Regions from separate parts of the Mus musculus genome. Here all the other regions are linked to region 1. A link is a contact called in public HiChIP or PLAC-seq and promoter capture Hi-C data. All regions are on one chromosome and are shown on one strand. Each heading gives the region's core, a stretch centred on a gene start, on an enhancer-like site or on the middle of the called end of the contact. The rest is flanking DNA. Distances are from core to core; before and after follow the strand shown.

What was found. Promoter capture Hi-C pulls out the DNA fragments that hold promoters and counts their contacts. HiChIP or PLAC-seq counts read pairs in DNA pulled down with a chosen protein or histone mark.
Region 2: a contact with region 1 is called in a promoter capture Hi-C map of maxillary cranial neural crest, with 6 times the contacts expected there. The contact joins the enhancer-like site here to the promoter of Twist1 in region 1. A contact is called at or near these places in 7 of 39 promoter capture datasets (the 3T3-L1 cell line, 3T3-L1-derived adipocytes, cranial neural crest and 4 more), 1 of 484 Hi-C or Micro-C datasets (cortical neurons), 4 of 115 datasets of contacts at active chromatin or transcription factors (craniofacial prominence, embryonic fibroblasts, embryonic limb bud and 1 more) and 1 of 9 other capture datasets (liver).
Region 3: a promoter capture Hi-C map of the 3T3-L1 cell line shows a contact between it and region 1, with 16 times the contacts expected there. The contact joins the enhancer-like site here to the promoter of Twist1 in region 1. A contact is called at or near these places in 12 of 39 promoter capture datasets (the 3T3-L1 cell line, HPC-7-derived erythroid cells, cranial neural crest and 8 more), 29 of 484 Hi-C or Micro-C datasets (the 3T3-L1 cell line, Sertoli cells, adipose-derived mesenchymal stem cells and 11 more), 8 of 115 datasets of contacts at active chromatin or transcription factors (the NIH/3T3 cell line, craniofacial prominence, embryonic forebrain and 5 more) and 2 of 9 other capture datasets (adipose tissue and embryonic stem cells).
Region 4: an H3K4me3 HiChIP or PLAC-seq map of craniofacial prominence shows a contact between it and region 1, with 5 times the contacts expected there. The contact joins the enhancer-like site here to the promoter of Twist1 in region 1. A contact is called at or near these places in 6 of 39 promoter capture datasets (the 3T3-L1 cell line, 3T3-L1-derived adipocytes, cranial neural crest and 3 more), 2 of 484 Hi-C or Micro-C datasets (both in embryonic fibroblasts), 3 of 115 datasets of contacts at active chromatin or transcription factors (craniofacial prominence, embryonic limb bud and stem cell-derived neural progenitor cells) and 1 of 9 other capture datasets (liver).
Region 5: a contact with region 1 is called in a promoter capture Hi-C map of second pharyngeal arch cranial neural crest, with 5 times the contacts expected there. The contact joins the enhancer-like site here to the promoter of Twist1 in region 1. A contact is called at or near these places in 5 of 39 promoter capture datasets (3T3-L1-derived adipocytes, cranial neural crest, frontonasal cranial neural crest and 2 more), 4 of 484 Hi-C or Micro-C datasets (adipose-derived mesenchymal stem cells, cranial neural crest and embryonic fibroblasts), 3 of 115 datasets of contacts at active chromatin or transcription factors (the NIH/3T3 cell line, craniofacial prominence and embryonic limb bud) and 1 of 9 other capture datasets (adipose tissue).

What each region holds. Positions count from the first base shown.
Region 1 is chr12:33,956,331-33,959,092 of GRCm38.p6, forward strand. It overlaps Twist1 (twist basic helix-loop-helix transcription factor 1), which reads left to right and starts at 1,341. Exons shown (of 2, transcript NM_011658.2): 1 at 1,341-2,308. The coding sequence starts at 1,648. The coding sequence ends at 2,268.
Region 2 is chr12:34,382,386-34,385,147 of GRCm38.p6, forward strand. The region is part of intron 13 of Hdac9 (histone deacetylase 9); the gene reads right to left. Among named protein-coding and RNA genes, the nearest start is that of Gm51984, 170 kb to the left of the region's middle. Within about 2 kb of position 1,371, at least 4 of the 459 cell types and tissues checked have an H3K27ac peak or open chromatin away from gene starts, as enhancers often do.
Region 3 is chr12:33,607,091-33,609,852 of GRCm38.p6, forward strand. No RefSeq gene overlaps it. Among named protein-coding and RNA genes, the nearest start is that of Gm23529, 160 kb to the left of the region's middle. Within about 2 kb of position 1,326, at least 10 of the 459 cell types and tissues checked have an H3K27ac peak or open chromatin away from gene starts, as enhancers often do.
Region 4 is chr12:34,291,239-34,294,000 of GRCm38.p6, forward strand. The region is part of intron 16 of Hdac9 (histone deacetylase 9); the gene reads right to left. Among named protein-coding and RNA genes, the nearest start is that of Gm51984, 78 kb to the left of the region's middle. Within about 2 kb of position 1,318, at least 7 of the 459 cell types and tissues checked have an H3K27ac peak or open chromatin away from gene starts, as enhancers often do. A contact at or near this core is called in craniofacial prominence, where this site is marked.
Region 5 is chr12:34,268,900-34,271,661 of GRCm38.p6, forward strand. All of the region lies in intron 18 of Hdac9 (histone deacetylase 9), which reads right to left. Among named protein-coding and RNA genes, the nearest start is that of Gm51984, 55 kb to the left of the region's middle. Within about 2 kb of position 1,407, at least 20 of the 459 cell types and tissues checked have an H3K27ac peak or open chromatin away from gene starts, as enhancers often do. A contact at or near this core is called in craniofacial prominence, embryonic limb bud and second pharyngeal arch cranial neural crest, where this site is marked.

The DNA of each region.
Region 1 (2,762 bases), core at 91-2,590:
TTTCTGAGTAAGAGATCACCTTGTACCGGCTCCCTAAATCCCCATCCTACTTAAAAAACAGAAATAAATAAATAAAACATATTTAAAAAATGTAAAGAGCCCTGCAATCACTGGCTTCCATAGCCACTCTCCTTCTTGCTCATTAACCTCTCTGCTTCCACTTTTCCAGAATCCTTTTTGGGGTTTCAAGGTATTTGGTAAAAAAAAAAAAAAAAAAAAAAACAAAACAAAAAAAAAAAAACAAAAAAAACCGCTTGCAATCAACCAACATGGCTGAGTGCATTTGAGGCACCGGGAGCATAACTACTCACAAGATCTCCTAGGAAGACGAGAATATTGATCCCCCACCTTAAATGTATGGACTACCCAAGGTTAGCATGCAGGGCTTAATTTGGAGTTAGCGGACATGAAATGTTCTCAAGGTTCTCCTCCACCTAGGGCTGGCAGCGTGGAGCACCAAGGCTGCTCTATCTTTCCCTAGCTTTGCTCCCTTCAAAAGAACAAGGCTTTTCTCTGTAAAAGAATGAACTCCAGCCTAGGTCCAGCACCTTTGGAAGCACAGTCCTCTGAGAGCAGGGAAACTTTAGATTGGGTCACCGTAGCAGGAAAGGAGAGCCCAGACGTTTCTCCGGGAGGGGTGACACGGCAGGCCAGGGCGCAGATCCATAGCGCCCACGATGTGGCCACGTCTTGAGAACCGCCCTCGACCACAGGGCCAGGCAGCCGCGGGGAATCCCTTGGGACTAGAGGTTTCCGACTAGAGGTTTCCTCTACCTGACCGTTAGATGGACTCGGTTGTTGAAACTTTTCTTGCCTCGCAGCCCGGGCCCGAGCCACCCCCAAAGGGCCCGGAGAACTCCGAGGGATCCCAGGCGGGATGGGACATCACCCAGAGCGTCGAAGCCGCTTGCCACTACTGCTGTCACAGCCACTTGGGGAGGGGGAGACTGCAACAGCGACCCAGACAGTCCCCTGTTTGCGGTGCTGTGCTCGGGTGCGGGGGCGCTGGGCGCGCTCTGGCGCGGAAGGAAATCGCCCCGCGTCCTCCCCGAAGCGGAGGGGGAGAGCTGGGGGGGGGAGAGGGAGGGGAGAGGCGGGCGCAGGGGCTGGCCGCTCGGGCCAGGTCGGTTTTGAATGGTTCGCAGGACGAATTGTTAGACCCCGAGCAAGGGGGGAGGGGGCGAGGGAGGGGGGCTGGAAAGAGGAAACTTTCCTATAAAACTTCGAAAAGTCCCTCCTCCCCACGTCAGGCCAATGACACCGCTGCCCCCAAACTTTCCGCCCGCACGGAGGTATAAGAGCCGCCAAGTCCACAGCCCGCGCCCAACTCTCAGACACCTCGCGGGCTCGCCAGCACCGGCACCGGCTGCGCCAGGCCGGAACGGGGCGCGCTTGCGGCCGTCGGGCGCCTTCTTTTTGGACCTCGGGGCCCTCCACACCGTCCCCTCCCCCGCCCGCCTCCCTCCCCGCCTCCAGCGCCCTCCCCGCGGAGGTCCCCCCACCCCCATCCCGCCTCCCTGCGTCCTCCGGGCCGCACCGCCCGGGCCGGCGCCGAGCGCGGGGAAGCTGGCGGGCTAGGGCGCCCCGCTCCTCTGCTCTACCCTCCCCCGTCCCGGCTCCGCGAGGCCGCACGTCGCCGCCCGCGAGATGATGCAGGACGTGTCCAGCTCGCCAGTCTCTCCGGCCGACGACAGCCTGAGCAACAGCGAGGAGGAGCCGGACCGGCAGCAGCCGGCGAGCGGCAAGCGCGGGGCTCGCAAGAGACGCAGCAGTCGGCGCAGCGCGGGCGGCAGCGCGGGGCCCGGCGGGGCCACGGGCGGGGGCATCGGAGGCGGCGACGAGCCAGGCAGCCCGGCCCAGGGCAAGCGCGGCAAGAAATCTGCGGGCGGAGGCGGCGGCGGCGGCGCGGGCGGAGGTGGTGGCGGCGGCGGCGGCAGCAGCAGCGGGGGCGGGAGCCCGCAGTCGTACGAGGAGCTGCAGACCCAGCGGGTCATGGCTAACGTGCGGGAGCGCCAGCGCACGCAGTCGCTGAACGAGGCGTTCGCCGCCCTGCGCAAGATCATCCCCACGCTGCCCTCGGACAAGCTGAGCAAGATTCAGACCCTCAAACTGGCGGCCAGGTACATCGACTTCCTGTACCAGGTCCTGCAGAGCGACGAGCTGGACTCCAAGATGGCAAGCTGCAGCTATGTGGCCCACGAGCGGCTCAGCTACGCCTTCTCCGTCTGGAGGATGGAGGGGGCCTGGTCCATGTCCGCGTCCCACTAGCAGCGGAGCTCCCCACCCCCTCTGCAGGCCGGAGACCTAGGTAAGGACCGGCTCCAGGGATCGATCGGGCCAGGCCGCGGGTCCCCTGTTCACCTCGCCACCGTGCTGGGTATCCCCCCCCCATCCCCCTCCACTCTCCTCGCTGCCCTCCACCTAGCCAGGCACCGCCACCTCATTCCACCCGCATCCCTGGCAAGCAGTTCAGTCCCCACAGGGGAAACAGGTCCTAGGGTCGGGGAGAACCAGTGTGCCCAGGAGAGGTGTATGTGTGTGTGCGCGTGCGGGGGTGTGCATGACAGAAGATTGAGAAAGTCAAGCATAGGGGCCTTGTGCCCAAAACGCCATCCCCCAAACCCCTTTCTTTCTTCTTTAAAATTCCCTTCTTAAAACAACTGTTTCCAAATTCCACCCCCTCCTTTCCGCCCACCCACTTCCTCTTGCCCTTGGGCTGAAATCCTTCCAGGTTGTTCAGCGAAAATTCTCGCTGGTAGTGA
Region 2 (2,762 bases), core at 121-2,620, 430 kb after region 1:
CAGTGTTCTCTTTCTGACCGGCCTGGAATCAACATCAGTCAAGCTAGTCCCATGGTTGTGTTCCCCAGACAATTCCCTTTACCCTGTGCTCTGACCTCATAGTCCTATTAGGCTATTTTATTTTTCATTCAGTAAAAGTGCCTCTGAGGAGATTAAAAGTGCAGATTGAAAAATAAAGGTTGAGGCCCTCCCTTGAGCCTGCAGTGAGGAAAGCATCAGTGGAGAACTTATGAAGAGTAGACATTAATCCACTGGAAGGGTCATTTAGCTCCATTTCCAAACCCAAGATTTCATCATATCTAATAATAAAGCAACAAGCATTTTTCTGTATGTTAGAAACCATCAAGTTGTAATTACATATTGAAATGCTTTTATTCAAAATTTTGCATGGTGATGTCAGCTGGTTTTGTAGCATAAGTGTTTTTTTTTAAAGCACACTACATACCTATAAGGATCTATTTTTATTGGCCTAATTATGACAAAACAGAATCTATTTAAGAGAAAAGTCAAAGTTTCTTTTATAAACTTCAATTGGTAGATAAATAAGCGAGGGGGCTTTTTACTGTAATAAAAACTGCCTTCAATGTGTGCGAATTTTTTGAAGATACAACCCGTCTAATGGGCAAAATGTAATCCTAAATTGGTGATTAAAAGACTCTGCCTAGAAACAAGCTGTCAGCTGGCTCGAGAGAAATGAACCCTGACAAGAGTAATGCCTACTTTCCTAAATGAAAGCGCTGTTCAAGTTCTGCTCATCAGGTTTTTAAGACTTAAAACAAGGCATTTTCCATCCACCCAGAGAGGAGATGCCAGCATTTGCATTTCTGTAGAACAGGATGAAGTCAGTCAACTTTCAGCCTTGGGCTTGTGCAGAACTCCTGTAAGAAGAAAGTCTGTCCAACATAAAACATGATCATGTGGCAGCATGCATTCAAGAAGGAAGCACAATGTGACCCAGCTGCAGCTGAACTTGGCACCACACACATGTATTATGAGCCGTCTGCAAGCCGTGCTCCAACAAGACACCCTCGAGTCCCACCACCAAGGCCATATATGAGGACTGGCAAGCGTGTGAGTACCTGAATGGAAGGCAATGTGCAGGAGGCTAGACACAGTGTGGGGAAATAAGGTTTCTTCATCCTGGCAAATCTACAGCAACACAAAATATCACAGGGTAACCTTGCTTTTGAAAATATTTGTCTGTTTTGCTCTGAAATGTGAGATCTGTAGCTTTGTGATATAAAACCATCTGCTTAGTGACAGGAACCCGACTAAGATCACTCACACAACAGTGGAGAACTGACTCTAGTTCTGTGGACAGGAAGCAATGACAACTTGCTCAACTCAATGAAATTGTTGGAAAATTAATATTCTTGGTGGTTGTTGAAAGGATAATGCATAGAAAGACGCTGGCATGGAGAGTTTGGCTCATACTAGACACTGTATGTAAAAGAGAGCTGGTCTATTTACATATTAAGCTTATTAAGCTAGGGGAACAGACAATGGGGAGATGCACACCACAGAAAAGAAAGCAGAAGTTATCCCAGGAATGATAGATTCAAAACCCAGGTCTGAGATGGGTACAGGCCTTAAATTATGCTTCAAATTTTAATCTCATAAGTAATCAGAGACAGTATTATGCTTGTTATAATAAACCTAATATGAAGAACAGATTTGCTTATGAATATGAGCTATGGTTTCATAAACTGATATTTTAAGATATAGATGTCTATAGGATTGGTGATCTTCAAAATAGTTTTGGTAAAATGCATGCTGTTTCCAATAGTGCAAACAGTAATCCTATATTAACACTCAATTCAGGAAGGAAATACACACATGTCACATTTGCATGTGACCACTAAGATGAAAGAATGTACTCTCCGGTTGCTGAGGATAACTAGGGACAGGCAATGGTCATAAAACATTAGGGAACATGGGGGATATGTAACACTGATTAATACAATTACAATAAAAGGAATGAATGGAACATATGCTACTTGAATTGAGGGTCACAGTCTCTCCCAAAATGCTAAGGAAATTCCTTGTTCAGCTTTTAGAGTTGAACACAATCATATTTTGCCTTACTTGTCAAAAGAGAACATCTACCTGCTTTAATAAAGCAACACAGAACATCTGTTTGGCCTTCAATTTATTGGTCTTGTCTTGGACATATCTTTATTATGATAAAATAGTACTCATGTCAAAATGCCTAAGTATCATGGTAATAAATAAATAATAAATGCTTATATCTAGGCTGAACCTTGACATACATAAGATATCATCTCTTGAATTATATTTGTTTTTAAAAATGTGTTGGCTGATATCCAGCCAAAAGGAATGAGTAAGACATTTATCATAGAGCCAGAAAAAAGAAAAAAAAAAGAAAAAGAAAAAAGTGAAAGAACAGTAAAAAAAGAAAGAAAGAAAGAAAAGGTTCTAGACACAAAATAATCAAAGGAGGTAACTAATCAAATCTCAAATGTTATTTCCTTTAAAAAGTTCAATTTCCATCCTCTCAGCCTTTGTTCTGATGTTCAGTACAAAGTATTACTATGTGAGTCGCCCTCTCTTCCTCCTTGGAAGACACTGGATGAGGAAGATTGGCTTTAAGGAAGTGTCTACCCAAAGTGAGAATTCAGTGGTGGTCTGCTTAGTATAATGGGAAAGGCATGTGAGTTCAAATATATATTAAACTTCAGATGACATAGATTTCATGGGATGAATATTTAAAAGGCAAATGTTAGAGAATATATGATAATTTT
Region 3 (2,762 bases), core at 76-2,575, 350 kb before region 1:
TGGAATGGCATGTGAGATTTGTGGGGGATCATTTCCATTAGAAGGAAGACTCTAGCCACTGTTAGGGTCATGATTCGCTGCAGAGGGATCCTGGATCATTTAAGAATGGAGAAAGTGGCCTGAGTCCTAGTATTGAGGCGTAAATTCCTTGCTGTTCCCTCAAACTTCTTTCTATTGTGATGTGCCTGCCTGGATGGGTTATAACCTGAAGTTGTAAGCCAAACCCTTTCCCATTTAAATTGTGTTTGCCCGGTTATTTCAGTACAGTCAACAGGGAGAAAAAAAGAAATAAAAACAAAACTGTGTAAGATTTTACATATAAAAACATAATGGAATATAAGAAAAAAAAGTATATTCCTGGGTAAATTAGCAGTGCATGTCAGTTTCAGAGAAGTGTGGGGAACACACATTTTGCTTTGTGTGTATGTAAGCTGTAGAACAACTTTCACACATATGTTCTCTCCTTCTACTATGTGTGTCCAAGGGCTAAAACTACAGACCTCAAGCTGGCCCATTATTTTTTAACTTTCCCTTTTTGGATGAACACACAACAATTAATATGAATTAAGTGTGAAATGCAATCTTTGGGTCTTAGTTTTCCCAGTATTGTTAAAGATGATAGAGTTTCATCCCAAATCATTAGATAAACTCTTAGTTTAGTGCTTTAAATGATAATTCCCACTATCACCGGGAATTATCCACACACACCACCATTATCTCCCTCATCATGTCTTCCTCTACATTGGTCTAAAAATTTAAAAAACCCCTTATCCAAACAATAGACATTCAGTAACACTACATAAATCTTATTGCTAATATTCAAAGCATTTTTTCAAGGTTATATAAACATTAGCCTATATTGGAGAAACGGGGGTTTTGTTTTGATTATCATGATGTTCATTACCAAGTAAGACAGCTAGAGGGAGCGCTCCAGCATTCCATGCAATTCTTTAAAAAGAAAAATCTATATGCTTCACAAAACTTTAAAAAAAAATCAGTGTTTCTATCTCCCCCCTTTTCCTCTAAAATAGGGAGATAACACAAGTGTACATGAATGTGGAATTCTTGACTTAAAGGGTTGGTTATTATTTTGCTTTTATTCCCTTGCCCAAGTGGAACAGATAAAAATCAAACCAAGTTAAATTTAACATTTCCAAAAGAAAAGAGCCAAGTGTGGATGTGGCCAGCACCTCTGCTTGACTCTTTAAAACTTGCCGGGCAGTCTCTGGGAGTTTACTGCCTTGCTATGGGGAGCACACAGGTTTGCTTAGTAAAATGGAAACTGGAAGGGGATCAGATCGCTTAGAAGAACACAGGGCTCTCATGTGACCAGAGGACCCATGAAACTTTGCAGAGCTCTGCCAGACACATGATGTCTTTGGCCAGAGCAGCAGGACCTTGGTGACTCCACCTGCAACGCTCTTTCTTTCTTTCTTTCTTTTTTTTTTTTTCCTGACTGCTGTGTGGGAAAAAGAGAGGCACATGTGAGGGAGATGCGTATGAAATGCGATGGGGAAGGAAAAAAGCTTATTCCTGTACCAATTGGTTTGCTTACTTTTGCCTTTTCTGTTTCAGACCACCGGCTGTCTGGAATTAATATACTTAGGGCCAAATCCACTTCAACTCAGCCACAGTTCTGGCAAACTGGGCTTTTCACTCTGTGGTTTGGTGTGCCTTTGGCCTTCTTTGTCTGCTGGTCAGGTAGTTACTTCTCTCTCACCATGAAATTGGCGGGCAAGGCTCCTAAAGCTTCCCTCAAGTCTTTCCATAGCAAAGAAATCGAAGCATTAATATTTGTTTAAAACTCAGAGTCCTTGAGACTGGAAAAAATGTGTGGAGATTACAAGTCCCTACCCCAGTGCACGTTCCAGAGAATGACAGCTTGGAACACTGGCCAGAGGAGGGCTTCAATTTAATCCCAAAGAGCCACTGGTTTGTGAATCCCATCCCTGCTATGAACTTTCAACTGTGAGTCTACAGGTCTTGACCACACACTGGGTCGTCTGTAAACCTGAGGCAGCCTCCGAGGGTGTGGTTCACTCCTTGCAGACTTCAGTGTCCGGGTTAGAAAAACAAAAAGCAGCTTTCTCAGAACGCTCAGTTATTTTAAAATTTACTTCTGCTTGATGTTAAATTGGCAATATTTTTATTATTTTTTCATGCTGCATATTGCCAACACCAGCCAGAACACTCACATGTAGTAAAGGTACATTTTATTTATAGCAAAAAGAAAACAGATTTAAAGAAAAAAAAAATCAACCTCAGGGCAGGGGTTAGGGGAACCTACCACTTCTACATTATTCTGAGCATCTCAACCCAAAGAAGCAAGCCCACTGGCTTCCACGATGTGACTGTTGGATGACTGGAATCCATGAAGGTAGGCGTTCCTTGTGGTCTTGGGGAGAACCCAACACGCAAGTCAGACACACACAACCACATCGTTTTATAAATGTATTTTATACTGAAGATTTGAAGCCTCCACTGTGAAGCCCTTAGATGAGCCTTTAAAAGATGTGACCACAGCAAAGCTACAGCACCAGAGACAACAGAAAGGAATACACTTGGGCAGGTGACCTTCAGGGCCTCCTGCCCTTCCTAACTGCCCTGGAAAACCTTGCCAGAGTTCCCAGAGAGGTGAGACGAGCAGCTTCCTCAGGCCTCTTACAGTTACATGAACAGAGATATTGTAGTTTCCCTCTAAGAACCCTTCCCTTGGTACAGTAGTTTGCAGGGCCACAGGGCTATGTAATTTCTCATTATGT
Region 4 (2,762 bases), core at 68-2,567, 330 kb after region 1:
CTCCATCCTTCCCTCCCTTCCCTTTCTCCCTTTCTCCCTCTCTCCCCCTCGCCCCCCCCCCCTCTGAAAACTAATTGTACTTGATATAAAGAACCATTATTTTTGTATTGTTTCTTTGTTTTGTTATTGAAGATAGGATCTCAGTCCGGCCCCTAAAGTCACCATTTGTCTGACTCAGCTTCATGAGTTCTGGGAATACAGGGATACTCTACCACACCATACAGGAAGAGCTGATTTCTTGACAATCCCCTTTGCTTCTCCAGCTGCTAGAGAGAGAAGCCAGCCTATGACAAATGTCTCATCTCTACAAGATCCTGGAGAAAGATTATTTTGATTTGTGTCTCAATGTGGGAACTGAGTAGACAGCTGAGCTAAGAGTTCCTCAGAAGCAACTATATTCTTTCTTAACAAGGTTGGTGTTCACCCCCCTCTTATCATACCTTACCTCAGTCACATTCAACTTTCCTCTAATACTGATCTCAAATACTTCTCTCTCATTGGAATTTAGTCTTTCACTTGTTTAGGTTTAAGTAGATATTTTTATCTTGCCTCCTCTTTTTCTGCTTCTCATGTGCCCTTTATTCCTCATTCCTCTCCCTAGATGCTCCCATGAGTCAAAGGTCAAAAGCATAATGAGTCACAAAATGGAACAAAGTGTCCTGTTCAACTTAATTTAGGGAGATGGTGAGTTCCATTCTCAGAGATGATTGGTCTGAAGAATGGCTATGTGAACTCATGTCTGATATACAGACCCAAAGGAGTTTTAAAAATTCTGAGCATATTGGGACATTTAATGCCTCCTCCATGGTATGTAAACAAAGGCCTTGGATCTTTGCCTATATAGGCTAAGGAATGAGTGCTTAAAGCTCTTCTTTTGTCTTCCTAATAGGAAACACTGTGAGGTGGTCTTGTGTTCATTGTTCCTTTGCCCTTCTTTGTGTCTTGCTTTCAATCACTGTCCACTGAAACTCAGAAAGGAGCTAGGAGCTGATGTTTAATGAGTATCTACTCTATGATTATGATCAGATTCAACACAGATCCAAGGCAGTGTCTATTCAAATTGGAAGTTTGACTGAAGTCATGTAAAATTACCATATCATTGAGTCTTACAACGCACCATGGTTCTTTCCTAAAGAAACAGTCTTTCTGAAATAAAGCCCCTTAATGCAACATGATTATAGAAAGAATGTTCCGAACATGATCTACAAAGTCATACTGTGACAGGATAAAACGCGGCCTGCCCACACCCACCCACACACGGAGTGCACACACGGTATAGATTTTTTTTTTCTGCCAAGGAGCAGAGAAAAAAGGAAACAGTTCTATTCCTTCCTCTCCTGTGTTCAAAGCCTGGATGGAGGCCAGTGTCCTAATCAGTTCTCATTGGCCCTGGAGGAATCAGAACCTTTTGTAAAATATAATAAAGGGCATAAAATCATGATAAAATGCATGAAAAAGCAGTGCCTTTGGTTAGGGAACGAGGAATAATTTGGCAGAACAGATGGATTGCATTGGTCTGGTATTATTGAGGACATGAAAGGGCTCATTCTGTGGCGGTTCCAAACGAAGAGAAAATGTCCAGCTTCAAGTTGACAAGTCGAAGTACCTGCCTCCTGGGTTGGGGGAGGGGACTCCATTTTCTTTAATCATTTTCAAAGTAGTGACATGTTAGGCAAAATTATCTACTGAAAGGTCTCAATTTCTAAGATTTCCTCCATTATTTGTAAGTAGAAGGATGTGTTTATGTGCTCTCCAGCCCCCTGCCCCCAATCCACAGAGCAAACAGTCATTATTTGTGGAAATATACATAATTTATTAATATCAAAGTTGCCTTCTGCAGCATCCAAAATATTTAATGGCTAGAGCATAAGTCCATTTTTTTTTTTTTTTTTTTTTTTTTTTTTTTTTTTTTTTTGGTTTTTCCAGACAGGGTTTCTCTGTGTAGCCCTGGCTATCCTGGAACTCACTTTGTAGACCAGGCTGGCCTCGAACTCAGAAATCCACCTGCCTCTGCCTCCCAAGTGCTGGGATTGAAGGCGCGCGCCACCACCGCCCGGCCCATTGATTATTCTTGATACACAATTCTCTCTGAATACAAAAAGGAAAGTGGTTTTGTTACTTGTGCACAAGCATACCTATTGTAGAGTTACTGGGCTGCAATCAATTTTTTAACCATTACGTTAAAATGAGTGTTGTTTTAAGCCCTTCACCTACTTAGCCCCTTTCATACAGCTTTCCTGCCTCACCTGTTTCCCTCAGAATTTTGCTTAAGATGAGGCGTGAGGTAAGAAAGCAATTCAGCAGGCAGCCTTGCAGGGTTTTTCTTCTTTCTACTGGTCACATGGAAACAAATTGGAATTCATTTGGAAATCATTTGGGAGTCCTGAATTCCAGCCCTCACTCTCCCATGTCATGACAATAGTTACCCATGAGACATCTCCACAGGCTTTTGCTTCCTCAGGTACAAAAATACAGGTGTGAGCAGACTATTTTGAAGTTTGCACTCAGCCTTAAATGATAAGATTTTGGGCAAAACTAATAAAGCTTATGTATATAAAACTTAAAAACACATTTCACTGTTGTTTATGAATTTGCTTTAGGGAAGAAAATGCAACTTCAATGATTGTTACGGTTTTTGAGGCAAGAGAAGAGACTCGGGAGTATTTTCAACAGAGTTTCAAGTGAAGCCAATGATTATAGGTATGATCACAATTAAGAAAAACCATAGGTTTTCTTAGCTGGTGAGGTGGTGCAGTGGGTAA
Region 5 (2,762 bases), core at 157-2,656, 310 kb after region 1:
CTTCTACCTCAGGCAGCCACTAGAGTTGAATAGGAGAAAAAAACAACTAAGGTTTATATTCTTTTCTTATTCTGTCTACCATATCCTTAGTGACTAGAAAGGATTATCTTCTATAAAATTATTGCTGCATAACAGACAGGAACTACAACGTGAATACATATATGTCTGTCAGGATGTAATGACTTGAGAAACCTGAATTTCACAGAGAAAGAACATTCTTTCCAAACTGAACTAATAAAGAATCTTATTTTAGGAAAACACACACAAAACCAAGCAATGCATGTGGAATTGAAGCATTTATATTTTAAGTTAGCCCTAAGATGGCTACTTTACCAAAGCATGTAAGTGAGAATGGCTCCTAACTCTGTGTCTGTCTAACGGCATTTGATGAATTTGTATCTAGAGATTTTCAGACCCCCCCCCCAGGACTTGAAATTATCAGCTTCAAATATACTTTTTAAAGAGATAATTGCAGGGAATCCTCCTATTCCTGTCTAGTGCTATCACCCCTAAGAGCATCATTCACCTAGAGTAAGCAGAGCTTAGGGACTATATTGACACAAATGACATGCACCTCAGGGACCAACCCTCCCACTCTCAAGTCACTCAAACATCCGGCAAGTTCACTCAATGGTCGAAGCTCCAAGGAAAACCGAGATGATACCACTCCCATCATAATGTTGTCGTTAGCTTTAAATTCATCAGAGCAGGAAGCATGTTCAGAAAGTGCAATACAGTGCAGGAGCCCTAAGTACTCAGTAAACGCTAACACACACACACACACACACACACACACACACACACACACACACACACAAAGCTTTGGGTTTGGGGGTCTGACATTACTTTCTACTTAGCAGCACATCAAAGGACAAGAGTCATCTGCGATGACGCTGGAAGCCAGAAACGACCTCCAATCAGAAAGCTCCATGTTTAAGCAACATATGGATCTAGTTCGGCTGGAGTTTCCTGAATGAATGTGGGCCTCTGCAGGCTTTCCAAGCACACTGAACAGCGCTCCATCACTGGCCCTGGAAACAAAGCTAATGGCCTGCAAAGCCGCACGTGATAGAGATTAAGCTACCTGTCCTGAGTGGATGTGATGGTATTTAAACCGGAGAGGGAATGACTTAGAGGAAAGGAATTTAGGCACCGTCTCCTTTGTAGAATCTAAATGTGGCCTGTTGATTTCTTTTGGAAATATTTCCGGAGTTAAATATAATACTACTGTGCCCGTTAACAAAAAGGGTTTCCTGTGAGGTGGGCATAAATAATGTGGTACACGATTGCTGCTTCGACACCTTGAACATTTCATCCTGCAACCCGGGTAATGGAACTCCTCTCCTGGCGCTAAGCAGTTCAGAGAGCTTTGCTGTTCTGCCTTGCTGCTAGGGCCATGGGCATGTCTGAATAATTGAGTTTAAGCTTAAATAATGATCAGATGCCCTTTGAAACCCACTGACAGACACCAGACTCAACAAAGAAGCAGAGGTTTTTCATCACAGAAAAGACTTGGGAGGCATGTTATAGAACAGCTAGCTGCAAATGAAATTAAGCATCTTTTAAATCTTTGAATTCTCTCAGGTAGAGTGACTCTTTTAAAACAGTTATCTACTGTGAGTCAAATATATCTGCACAGAGCATTTTGGTTTGGTGACGTAGAAAGTAAATCTATATTTTTAGGTTGTTAGAGTAATTCTACTTGATTAAATATTTAAATACTCTTTTTAAACTTTTGAATAGCTTATTCTGTCTTAAGCTCTATATGTTGAGTGAACTGGCAGCTACAAATCAAATTCATTCTTTCTTTTTTTTTCCTTCCTTTTTAGTTAAAATTATTACTTTGTTTCATTTAATGGATATTTGAGAAGCTTAATATTTTTCTATTCTGAACTCTTCACTCTTAGGGTTAGATTCAGAAACACTAATAGTTTTGTTTCTGGCCATGGAGACAGAAGGGGGGGGGAGTAGAAAGGTCACAGAAAGGAAAATCTAATTTATTGGCAGTTCCAGTGGAGGATAATAAAGTCAAATGTGTCATCCTATAAATAGCTTTGGGCAGCATCTCACAAGTCAGTGGTAATGCTGGTGTGCCTCCTCAGGGCTACACTTTACCCATTTTAACACTGCACGGTGCATGACTAATTGCTGTTGCAAGAGAAGGATCTGAGCTTTAAAGAGATTAGGCAACTTGAACATAAACAGTTAATAAAAGACCTGTGATATTTCCTAAGTCTGACCTGGTCATCATATTGTTGGAATAGTGTCATCCTCTCTGACAATAACCTCCCTAATGTGTCTGTATTTGGAGACAAGGTCTTTGAAAAGTTCCATAAGGTGGGATCCATTATAAGGGTGTATTGCAAGATGACTGACTTTTTTTTTAAAGGAAAAAAGATACTAGACCAGACACATATGAACAATCAGATGGGCAAAGAAGGCACAAGAATACTGCTACCTGAAACACAAAGCAAGAACCTTCGGGAAAAACTAGACCTGCCAACACTCTCATCTTGAATTTCCCACACTATGAACAGATAACTTTCTTTTTAAGCCACTAGTCTCTATTATTTTGTTATGGCAACTTTAGCTAGACTAACAGAAAGGTGAACTTTACACATACTTTATGCCTGTTTGTCCTGTAACATCCTTATTAGTAATATACTATGACACTTTTTATAAATTCCCTAAGCATAGGAGTGTGGTTGACTTGTTGTAATCATCCTATCTTCAGGACTTGACACATACTAGAGGCTTAATCA